4 separate regions of the Zea mays genome follow, and regions 1, 2 and 3 are each linked to region 4. The links are chromatin contacts, called in public Hi-C maps. All regions are on one chromosome and are shown on one strand. Each heading gives the region's core, a stretch centred on a gene start, on an enhancer-like site or on the middle of the called end of the contact. The rest is flanking DNA. Distances are from core to core; before and after follow the strand shown.

Evidence for each region. A called contact is a pair of places that touch in the nucleus more often than the background predicts.
Region 1: a Hi-C map of leaf shows a contact between it and region 4, with 5 times the contacts expected there. The contact joins the promoter of LOC100279084 here to the promoter of LOC100284810 in region 4. A contact is called at or near these places in 3 of 25 Hi-C or Micro-C datasets (endosperm, leaf and tassel).
Region 2: a Hi-C map of bundle sheath shows a contact between it and region 4, with 3 times the contacts expected there. The contact joins the promoter of LOC100283712 here to the promoter of LOC100284810 in region 4. A contact is called at or near these places in 4 of 25 Hi-C or Micro-C datasets (bundle sheath, endosperm, leaf mesophyll and 1 more).
Region 3: a contact with region 4 is called in a Hi-C map of endosperm, with 2.4 times the contacts expected there. The contact joins the promoter of LOC100276850 here to the promoter of LOC100284810 in region 4. A contact is called at or near these places in 3 of 25 Hi-C or Micro-C datasets (ear, endosperm and tassel).

What each region holds. Positions count from the first base shown.
Region 1 is chr5:205,702,788-205,705,489 of Zm-B73-REFERENCE-NAM-5.0, reverse strand. LOC100279084 reads left to right here and starts at 1,348. Exons shown (of 1, transcript NM_001152134.1): 1 at 1,348-2,075. The coding sequence starts at 1,465. The coding sequence ends at 1,809.
Region 2 is chr5:205,631,285-205,634,011 of Zm-B73-REFERENCE-NAM-5.0, reverse strand. It overlaps LOC100283712 (RING-H2 finger protein ATL1R), which reads left to right and starts at 1,389. Exons shown (of 1, transcript NM_001174778.1): 1 at 1,389-2,248. The coding sequence starts at 1,462. The coding sequence ends at 2,019.
Region 3 is chr5:205,537,326-205,540,229 of Zm-B73-REFERENCE-NAM-5.0, reverse strand. It overlaps LOC100276850, which reads left to right and starts at 1,411. Exons shown (of 6, transcript NM_001374070.1): 1 at 1,411-1,602; 2 at 1,762-1,860; 3 at 1,967-2,078; 4 at 2,189-2,250; 5 at 2,433-2,834. The coding sequence starts at 1,771.
Region 4 is chr5:205,959,508-205,962,343 of Zm-B73-REFERENCE-NAM-5.0, reverse strand. LOC100284810 reads left to right here and starts at 1,567. Exons shown (of 1, transcript NM_001157705.2): 1 at 1,567-2,836. The coding sequence starts at 1,704. The coding sequence ends at 2,558.

The sequences.
Region 1 (2,702 bases), core at 99-2,598, 260 kb after region 4:
CCGCTAGTTTATTTTTAAACTAAACAGCGACAAAAAAAAAAGAACGGAAGAAGTATTAATTTTGGAGGTTTGAAACTATGATATATATAGAGGAAGAGGTAGTCCGTCTGTCACGCACAAGTCTTGTAATACCACCGTCCGAGCGTAATTCAGGTCTAGCTCGGTCGCCACGCGTCAAGTTCTGGCATCGAGGACGGAGACTCGGTTCCAAGTCGGGTCAACGCGACACCCAATCACACGGCGGGAGCGGGACGAGACCTTGTCAGTTACGTTGCCTTGTTTGTCGCAGCGCCAGCGTGTGGCTGGATCCACCGCGAAAGCTGCCCGGCCAGTACGTAAAGCCAAGGACATGACGACGACAGGAGGAGGAGACACGGCGAGGCGCGTGGAAAAGGCGAGCACACCGAGCATCGCACAAAAGCAATGTGCCATACAAAAGCAAGCTCGCCGATTCGACCTCGCACTCGCACACCGTCTAGGTAAGCCGTAGCCCACGGCTTCCCTCGTCCTTTCGCTCATTTTTAACCCCGCCGGACAACCTCGCGGTCGGACGGCCACGCGTCCGCGCCCAGATCCCAAAACTCTGCCTGTTCCGTTCCGGTGTCCTCGGGCGGGCCAACAGTACGTCCGTCCAACCAACACCATGTCACCATGTGCATGCCTTCTCAGTTCTCCTCCCCTGTCATTTTGCTCAAGCTTGGACTAGAAACTTTAGCGGTTTTAATAATAGAATCAATAATCTTCTGCCATGTCCCGTCGCTGAGTTGCACTGCACTGAACTAGTACAAATCTAATTTTGCATCGGAGGGATCGGCAGTAGTCGTACTGCACCTGGAGCGTTTGGTCTCGCAAATACAGCACGTGGCGACACCGCCGCACTAAACAAAGCAAGCCCCCCCCCCCCCCCCCCCCCCCCACCGAATCGAGCGTGCAAAATAAATAACAAAAATTAGACCGCCGTTGTCGTTTAGTGCTGCTGCAGATCTTCCGGTGGATTCTGCGGCATCGCAGTTAACAACGCCGGCGGCACCAAGGCGAGCAGAGCAGAAGGGCCTGGGGTATTGCCAGCCAACAGACAAAAAAAAAAACCCGGTACTGCATGCACCTTTCTTGTTGCCCCTAGCGCTGCTCGTACGGCCAAAATGCGCTGGCGGTCTGCTTCGAATCTGCGATGCACTGCAGCGGCAGTACAAGGGGGGAGGAACGAGAAGAGGTTCCTGGAAAAACTAGCCGTGGTTTCTCGAGCATCCACCACCCGGTTACCTGACCCTGCCCGTATTGTCCCGCCCTCTGCCGGCCGGGCCCCTTTTATTATAAAAGCACAGGACAAGACTGCCTCCTCTGGCCATCGCTGGCAACGAAGCTTCAGTGCTTCAGTGCTGTTCGGTTCATCTGTGCTTCAGCGTAGTGCTACTGGCACTGGCAGTGCCCTAACTAAGGTCTCCTCGGTCTCATCTCATCTCCATGATGGCTTCTTCCTCCTCCTTCTCTTCCTTCTTCGGCATCGAGCCTCTCGACGGAGGCGACGGCGACGCCTACCGCCGCGCCATGGACGCCTGCTCCCTCTGCGGGAAGCGCCTCGCCGGGGACCGCGACATCTTCATGTACAGAGGGGACACGCCGTTCTGCAGCGAGGAGTGCAGGCACCACCAGATGGCCAGGGACGATTTCGGCGCGGCGTTGAAGACGGAGCCGCGTCCGGCAAGGAGAGGGGAGCGACGCCGCCGCAGGCACGAGGCTCCTGCCGCCGCCGCCGCCGAGCCGGCCCGTGTCCCGCTAGCGCCAAATGTGCCCGCCGTTGTGATCTAGTGGTGCAGTGGTTATAGCTGCCACAGAGCGGCATCCGACCGGCTTCTCTCAAGGAACCAACCAGCGAACTGTCCGGTCGAGATGAGTAGCGGCGGCAGAGAATACGTTTGTGTGCAAGCAACAAGGAACCAACCACGCTGTTCAGTATCTCTGTGTTCTTTCGGTTTCTTCTGCTGTTGTTTGCCTTGTTGGTCACTTTTCTTTCTGCACGTGCTGAGCAACCAGTTGTGAGAGAAATGGATGTACATAACGGCATGTTCATGCAAGACTGTGCATTTTGGTGCTGCCCTCTTGCTCTTTGCAATCAGGTACGTTTATCTCTGGCTGCACCTGGCTTGAATCCGAGGGAAACTCTGGGTGTAATAATGACCTCAGTTAGAAGCGTGCCTAGAACCATATTAGTTTTAACTGTAAGCTGTTTAGCAGAAGTTTTGTACTAAAAAATAATCGATCCGTTTGAAAATATAATTCCTTTAACTTTTTTAACTCCAACTTTAACCCCTTGACCTATTAAAAAAAGTTCACAAAAAATGAAAATTTTTAAGTCATGTGTACAAAGCCACAACGAAGTTTTTATTTTTTCCATATTTTTTTTTGAATAAGACGAGTTGGTCAAAATTATGCTAAAAAAGCCAAACGAATAATAAATTAGGATTGACGAAGTATAGAACAACTTACAGTTCCCATCTGGAATAAAAAGAGAGTACTACTTTAGGTCCTGTTTGGGAGGGCTTCTTTTCAAGAATTGCAGCTTCGGTTTTTCAACTTCACCATGAAACAACTTTGATAGGTCGGTAAGATATCGTTCAAGAGTGTTTGGCTTATATATAGACTCTAGCTTCTGTAATATAATTAATCTGTGCGAGTTTCCTTAATTACCCTTAATGATTAGT
Region 2 (2,727 bases), core at 140-2,639, 330 kb after region 4:
GACCGCGAGTAGTGGGGGCGCGCTTTGTCTCGCCACTACCGATCGATCGCTCGCTCGATCCCAACACCCACCACGCAGGCAGGGCCGCGGCCCGCGGCCCGCGGCGTCGCGGGAGGAGGTCGGGTCGCCTAACCCGGAACAAGGCGGGTTCCATTTCCATTCCTTGCCGCCGTTTCGTTTCCCCAGCAAACTATTCCTCGGAGAGCTCGGGCAAGCGCCACGCGGCGGCGTTTACGGAGCAGACCACCATCGGTTCCGGTAGCTTGCCAATGCCACCAGCACACACAGCGCGCGCGATCGCTGTTTTCCGTCGTCACGGAAACGGCAACTGCCGCGCGCACGCGGCGTGCGCGCCTGCCTGCCGAGCCGCCGTCGCTTTGGGAGCGCATTCGCGCGGGGCGTGCGGTTTGGAGAGCCCCGGCCGCGCCGACCACGCGCGGCGGACGTACGAACGGATCTAAAGAACGGCCGCGAGGAAGTCTCGGCGCGGGCTCGCATGCCAACCGCCGCCGCCTCGCATGCCTGTCAGTGGAACAGCACATGCGGGCTGTGGGCGACTGACAGGTAGCCGGAGGAAACCGAAAGTATCTGTACCCCGCGGCGAAGTGCGCGCGAGGTGTGGTGCCGCGGGACGCCATGTGTCCCCTTGCTCGCAACCCTTTTTCAATTTTCTGCATACCATGGAAGTCCAACCGAGAAAGCCAGTACGCCATTGGGATTGGGATTAGCATGATAGGAGGTAGGAGTACGCTAGCAACGTTACAGAAAGTATGAAAGGGTTGCGGGGCAGAGAACCATGGCATTGGCAGGGCCTTATGTTCAGAACTTGTTCGGATAAAAATAGGTTATAAAGGATTGAAGATAATTAAATTCTTCGCTAGTTAAAATTAAATTAAAAAGGATTTTAATCTACTTCAATTCTTTCCGAACCTCTTACTAATGAACATGGCTATATATACAGTTGGACGATAAGGTAGTGTTTTTCGTAGTTGGATGAAAAATCGAAAGTTTAAGCCCATAGACACTATTGGGGGGAAACACTTTTTACAACAACTTTGAAAGGATTATAAGTCACTTCAGCCCGAAAGTTTTACACTGGTTATAGATGGTTGGCTGAAACAAGTACTGAAAGAGAGCATTGTGAGTGCCAAATTAAGCCCTGCAACGGTGAAGGGCTATTTAAAACCAAAAGGAATCCCAGCTTTTTTTAGCTTCAACCACTACAATCGATCCACTGACCTGCACCTGCTGTGAGCCCCGTGTGTACTCTTTCCTGCTGTTATTCCGAACACCACAAAGGTCACCGATAAACCGCATCTAGGTCCAGGCGCTCGACGCTCTATAAAAGGGCAACCAAACCAACCCCTTCAACACACTTCTCACGCCGCCTGCCCAGAGCCTCTGCATCAGCCAACAACAGCGCCACCACGGGACTCGCGCATCTTCAGGCAGCGCAAACACATGGCGAGGATACTCGTCGAAGCGCCCGCAGGCTCGGGCTCGCCGGAGGACTCCATCAACTCGGACATGATCCTCATCCTCGCCGGCCTGCTCTGCGCGCTGGTCTGCGTCCTCGGCCTGGGCCTCGTCGCCCGCTGCGCGTGCTCGTGGCGCTGGGCCACCGAGTCCGGCCGGGCGCAGCCGGGCGCCGCCAAAGCCGCGAACAGGGGCGTCAAGAAGGAGGTGCTGCGCTCGCTCCCGACCGTCACGTACGTCTCCGACAGCGGCAAGGCGGAGGGAGGGGCCGACGAGTGCGCCATCTGCCTCGCCGAGTTCGAGGGAGGCCAGGCCGTGCGCGTGCTGCCGCAGTGCGGCCACGCGTTCCACGCCGCCTGCGTCGACACGTGGCTGCGCGCGCACTCCTCCTGCCCGTCCTGCCGCCGGGTGCTGGCCGTCGACCTGCCCCCCGCCGAGCGGTGCCGCCGCTGCGGCGCGCGCCCCGGTGCCGGTGCCGGCATCAGCGCGCTCTGGAAGGCGCCCACGCGCTGCAGCGCCGAGGGGCCGACGTTCTTGGCGTAGTGCCGTGCGCACTCGATACAGGAATTGAACCGACGCGCAGTCTCAGTGATGAACTTGTGTTTTTTTTTAGCCTGGTAGGTTTCACCTTTTTTAGGTGTGTGTAGTGATTAGCTCAACGGTGTTCTGGACAAGCATCAAGATGTGTGTACCTGATTGGTGTATACAAATTGTCCCTGTAATTTATCTGTACATATGCAAATGCAATGATCGAAAGCTTGGAGTTGGTTGCAATATATCGGGAGAGTCTACAAGCATAATTCAGTGACGAAGTTGTGGGTTAACTTGTTACCGAAGAGTATTGTTATTCGAGTCTCCATTCGTAGCACTAAATTAACCGTTAATTGAGCTGCAGACAAGAGCACTCGTTTGAATTTCAGTTATTTTGGTCTACGTCGAAAGAAACGACAGTACAGAATCTGTATTTGAGGACAATAAACCCTGGCCATCAAGATAGTTAAACAATTTCTCTTGTAATTAACAATTTTTTTTTATTTGAAATCATTTCGGCTTCCAAAAATACATCTAAATTTATCAAATTTAAAATTCAAATTTTACAAACGATCTCGCATGAAAAAAGTGTTAAAATAAAAGTTGTAGAACTTCAAAAGTTATTCAACTTTGTAGTTAACAACTTTTTTATTTGAATTCATTTACTGTCTCAAACGCAGCTGCTTTTTATACACACTGATCCTACTTTGTGCGAGACTG
Region 3 (2,904 bases), core at 162-2,661, 420 kb after region 4:
TAACCCTGACACAAGACACAACTAAAACACGTATAATATAATGAATGGTTCTAAAACATGTATTTTACTATATTAATTATACCAATCAAAATATTCAATAAATTTAATCAACCAATCAACAATATCCTATGTCACGAACATAGAGCCAAGAAATATGTTTTCCATAAAAGACATGTCTTAAGTTTCTTTTTATATTTACCTTTTAGACACAGGCGATGCAAAGACAACCTTGACCCTAACACAAAGCCAACAGTGTGGTCTGTCCCCCGCTTTATCCTATCCGCAGTGGAGCGCCAGCAGCCCAGCACTTCTTTTATCAGTCCAGGCGTCCACGTAGCGTTGTCGCTCCAAATTGAGAGGCCAGGATATTTCGCCGATTGTTATGGTTATGGCCACGAATTTAGAGGCTGGGGATATTTTTTTTCCCTGCTAAAGAGTACTCCTAGCTTTCTTATCCTCAAATCACACGGCATCATTTTCATAATTCGAGTTACTCCATATATGACAGGCGTAGAGAGAAAGGGCACCGCTAAGGACTTGTTCTTGTTCGGCTAGATTAAATTTCTTACTAGTCACAATTGAATAAGAGGAGATTTAAGACCGTGTCCAGTAGTTTATCCATATAGTCACCTAAAAACTCTGTTTTTACTGCTTTATACTGTATATTACACTGTTTGTAGATCAAAATTTCAATATAAGTATGAGAATGAGTAAGCTGCTAAAGATAACCTAATTCATCACAAATCCGGATGCAAACGAACCGTGCCGAAAGAAGCACTCCGGCATGAGAGATTTTGAGAAGGTTACCCCTCGTTTGGCTAAAAAACTGGAGGTTCAGGGAATTGTCGTGGTACTACAAGGCTACGAGTCTACGACCACAATTTACACATTTCGGATGCAGAATGCACGCATGCAGCAGTGCCTAAACGTGCATGAAGACCCTCACCCCCGTCCTTCGCCGCATGGTTACTTGGTCAGCGAGCATAAACCCGTTAATTACCCGCCCTCGCGGAGTCGGTGCATGGAGCGCCTAAAAATTGCCACGCGGCCCCACGAGTGATTAATTATAGAGGCCACGGCCGGTGGAGGGAAGCAAAGCATTCGGCATTCGGAACACATGACAGCGACGGGGCCGGAGGAGCAGACACAGCCGCGAGATGACGAGAACCAGCGGCCTCCCGAACCTCTCTCTCTCTCTCTCTCTCTCTCTCTCTCTCTCCTTCGACTCAATTCTTTGATTTCTTTCTCCCCACCGGAATTGGATTATTTCCGGCGCCTCCGAGAAAATCGCAGCCACGAGAAGGAAAGGAGGTGGGCAGAAAAAGAACGGGGAAAGTGGAAAAATCCCGTCCGACGTGGCGAGCCCGCCCATGCTCTTTTTCTCCCCGTCCTCGACACCTCGTCGCCTCTCTCCCTCCTCTTGTCTATTCTTCTTCTCCAGTGCAAACCGGCGCTTCTCGCGCCGTCCTTCCCCTTCTCCTTGCGCAGGTTCAGGCCTGACCGCCTGAGAAACTGGAAGGTGGCGGCGACCTCGGGGGTTGATCGGCGACTTGGGTCGGATTAGTTTCCGGAAGAGCACTGGAGGAGAAGGCCTGTTTGGAGGTAATACCTGCGACCTTCATTCCTTGTCTTGGCTTTCCTGGCCCGGCTGGGAGAGATCGTTTCGGCCGGGTTTGAAATTCACTCGACCCGATTGGTTTGGACGGTGTAATCGCACCTTCTTGGGGCCTAAATTGTGGGTGTTTCCTCCGCTGCCCGCAGCAAATTCCGATGGCAACCGGCGAGACCGCCGTGGATCGTTGCAAGGACCCTCTCGGCCCCCGCGACATGGATTTGTCAGGGGAGGAGCACGTCCCCAAGGTATTGCTACTGCAGCGGCGAATCGCGGCCGTGGCTGCAGTATCCGTGCGATCCGCGTGTTCTCATTCTGTTTCTTCCACGCTTGCCTGACGGCCCTGACCTGCAGGCGCGGAAGCCGTACACGATCACGAAGCAGCGGGAGAAGTGGACGGAGGACGAGCACCGGCGGTTCCTGGAGGCCCTACAGATGCACGGTCGCGCCTGGCGCCACATACAAGGTACGTAACGTACCGGCCTCCCTCTCTCTTTCTCTGCACCCTCGTTCGTTCGTTCTTCGTCAGGACGAGGAGGAAGCACTCACTCTCTTCTTCTCTGCCCGTGCGTGCAGAGCACATCGGCACCAAGACTGCCGTGCAAATCCGGAGCCACGCGCAGAAGTTCTTCACCAAGGTCGTGTACCCATTCTGGCCATTCATTCGCCTCTCTCCCAGTCCCAGCGCAAACGAAAACGAATTCTTTCATCTCTGCCATGAAAAAAAACGATGGGTCCACATGCTAGTGGAGCAGACGACGATCGGCAAGGTCTGCCTACACCTTTTCTGATGTCGGAATTGCGTCGTGTGTGTGCGAAGGTGGTCCGAGAGTCATCGTCAGGAAGTAACGCCTCCGCGGGCGCGGCGCCGGCAATCCAGGTCCCGCCGCCGCGCCCCAAGAGGAAGCCGGCGCACCCTTACCCGCGCAAGGTGGACGGCGCGGCCAAGAAGCCCGCGCCGGAGCTCAAGCTGATGGAGAAGCTGCCCCCGCGTGACCGGGATGAAGGGTCGCCGACATCGGTGCTTGCCTCGGCGCGCACGGCGTCGCGAGCGGAGGTGTTATTAGGCAGCGCGTTCGCGAACAGCTCGAGCGCCAGCAGGTCGCGGGGCCTGTCAGCTTCCGGTTCGGATGAGCGTGGTGACGGTGGCGGCTCGCTGGTCTCGTCGGTGGCCGGGGAGCACGGCTGCGCATCGCCAAGAACGAGAGCGCCATATACCAAGGTAACATCATGTTCTTTGGTTGTTTCTTTGTGAACTGCGAACCACATGTACTTTCCATTTTATTCCTCGA
Region 4 (2,836 bases), core at 318-2,817:
ACAAAAAAGGAAGCTTTTTAGCAACTGCGCACGGAAACGGCTGCGTGAACGGAACAGCCTTCTGAAGATCGAGTCCATGGCAACGTGACCGAGCTCGATCGGATCCGTGCCGCGCGTCGACGATTCCATCCATTGTAATGCTATACAACACGTAGTAGAATGGAGTACGTACGGTGGGCTTTCCGCAGCTGCGCGATATACACAGCGGCCGGTCAATTTAGTTCGGCGAGCGACGGTTATGTGGCGCAGAAACCAACACAATCCTGCACACTCGATATCTCAGTGACGAAAAAGCTTGGAAATAATGCTGCCTGGTATTAAAATACACACGTGCTCGTTTCGTCGGCGAAAGATCCAACATAGTCGTGGGTAAGGTGGGTCATGTCATGTGCGGACATAAAACTGATGAACAGCCTTGATTACGGCGAATGTTAATTGGTTGTCAACTTATATATGATGGTAGTAGTAATTGTAATTGTGTATGTCAATATTCCAAACAAGCCCTTTTGAGTTTAATAAGTATCCAACGGACATCAGCCTGTGCCGGTCCACCGTGCCGCACGCCCACACCACGCCCTGGCACGGGCCCACAGTGGCACACGACGCACAAGCAAAACAGCAACGGGGCCATATGTGTCCGAGGCCAAGAGAATTTGACCCAGTCCGAGTACGGGCCAAGCCAGCCAACGCCGAATCAACCACCCAATGACGAACGAAACCAGAGGTATCGTCGGCTCAAAGCCGCACCACCGCATGGCAAACGAACACGACAAGCCGTCGCGTCAAGAACAGCAGCTTCGCTCGGTCGCCCCGGCCCCCTCCCCTCCATGCCGGCTGCCGGGATTTTATCAATTCCACATCCATCTCCTCCGCCGCCTCGTGCCTTCGTCCACCTCCCTCTATTGCCCACCCGCCCCCGGGAACCGCAGCGTCCAATGGAAAAGGTTCTCCTGCCTCCCATCGCATCCGACCAAACGCACGCATGGTGCAAAATTGACCGAATGATTATGGGAGCGAAACTGGATAACGTTGGATGAAGAGCAGTATCGAGATTCTATACGCATGCTGGATAGTGTAATTTTGCACTATCCAATCCAGCGACTAATAAAAAGTGTGATCGGTTATACTGTGGTTCAACTACATATAATGCAAAGTAATTGCTTCACGCTGTGAATGGATTACGGGCCAAAACGGTCTAACCAAACAACATCTAAATACTACCTTAGTTCTTGAATATTTACCACCCATAGTTTATTTCGAACTAAACGGTGACAAATAAAAAAGAACAGAGCAAGTACCACATGAAAACTGTAATCAATATGAGATGTGACGGTAGATATGTACCCTACTATCTCACTAAAGTCTAGTTTGTATACTCTATTATTAACATCAATCTACATATTTTGAGGTGGATTAGAATGTAACTTAAACTAATATACACCTCAAAACACTTGAATTGAGTTAAATACTAGAGTATCAAGTAAAGACTAAAACAAGACACAATCCTAGAGCCAACGGGGTATATAATCGAAAGTAAGGGAGGCAGGTGCATCTGCCTAGTCGCTATTTTGCTTGGCTCCGCACCCGCGCCCGGCTCGTCGTCAATCCACCCATCCATCTACTGCGCCGAAGGAACGCCCCGCCGCTCCGGCGGCGTACGCGGGGAGAGGAGAGGAGATGAGACGAAGTGCGACGGGGTGGGCATGAGGTGCAAGAAGCACCCGTACCAGGTCGGCGGCGGTGGCGTCTGTGCCACGTGCCTCCGCGACCGCCTGATCGCGCTGGAGGCCGCGCAGAACGGCGACGCGTCGTCGTCGCCGCCGCCGCCCGCCGCGGCGCCCGCGTTCCCGAGGTCGGTGTCCCCGTACGTGTCCCGCAGGAAGTCGGACACGTCGGGCGGGGGCGGCGCGCTCAGGCACCACCCGAGCCTGCTCTTCTTCCGGACGCCGCAGGTAGGGCCCGCCTACGGCGGCGGCGCGTTGGAGGAAGGCGACATAGGCTACGAGTACAAGAGGCGGCGCGCCGGCAAGTTCTCCGTGCTCGCCACGCTCTTCGGCCACCACCACGGTCACAGATCGGAAGAGACGCACCAGGAAGGCGCCACGGAGCGGAAGAAACATTCTTGGTTCGCCGCGATCATGCCGCGCCGCCGCAAGAAGCAGGCGGCGCCGGCCTCGATCACCTCGCCACGGTCAGCCCCGCCGAGGCGCTCCTGCCGCGTGGTCAGCAACCGGGGGCTGTCGCCGGAGCGGGACAGCCACGGCAGCGGCGACGAGAGCAGCTCGCCCGCCGCGGATCCCCCGTGGCGGCCGTCCCCGTCCCCCATGCGGAGGACCCGCTGCCGGCGCCGCCAGACGAACAGCATGCCGTCGGGTTTCGCCGTCTGCCTCAGCCCGCTCGTGCGGCCCAGCCCGGGGCGCCGCCGCCACGTCCAGCCGCCGGACCCGGGCTCCTTCTCCTCCGAGTTCCGGCCGTCGCCGCTCCACAGTCTCTCGTCTGCTGCCTCCGTTACGCGCTGTCGCTCCAGGAAGCTCGCCGACGTCGGCCGCTTCCGGTGATGATTGCTTCCACCTTCACCATTTTCGTCCTTCCATTCCATGCACCAAATCCAGATTAGTCCACGTTTTAAAATTTCTTTTTGTTTTTTTTTTTTTTTGGATTTATTACATTTTGTCTATCCGTGAAGAAGAAGAGTATGCAAGACTGGCACACACACCCCAAACCAAGTCCAAAACACCCCCGTTGACATATATACTACTGCGTAGTTTAGTACTGCTTGTCGGCCCAACATTTTGTGGCGATGTAACGAGCTGCTTGTACTGCTTCCAAGTAACTA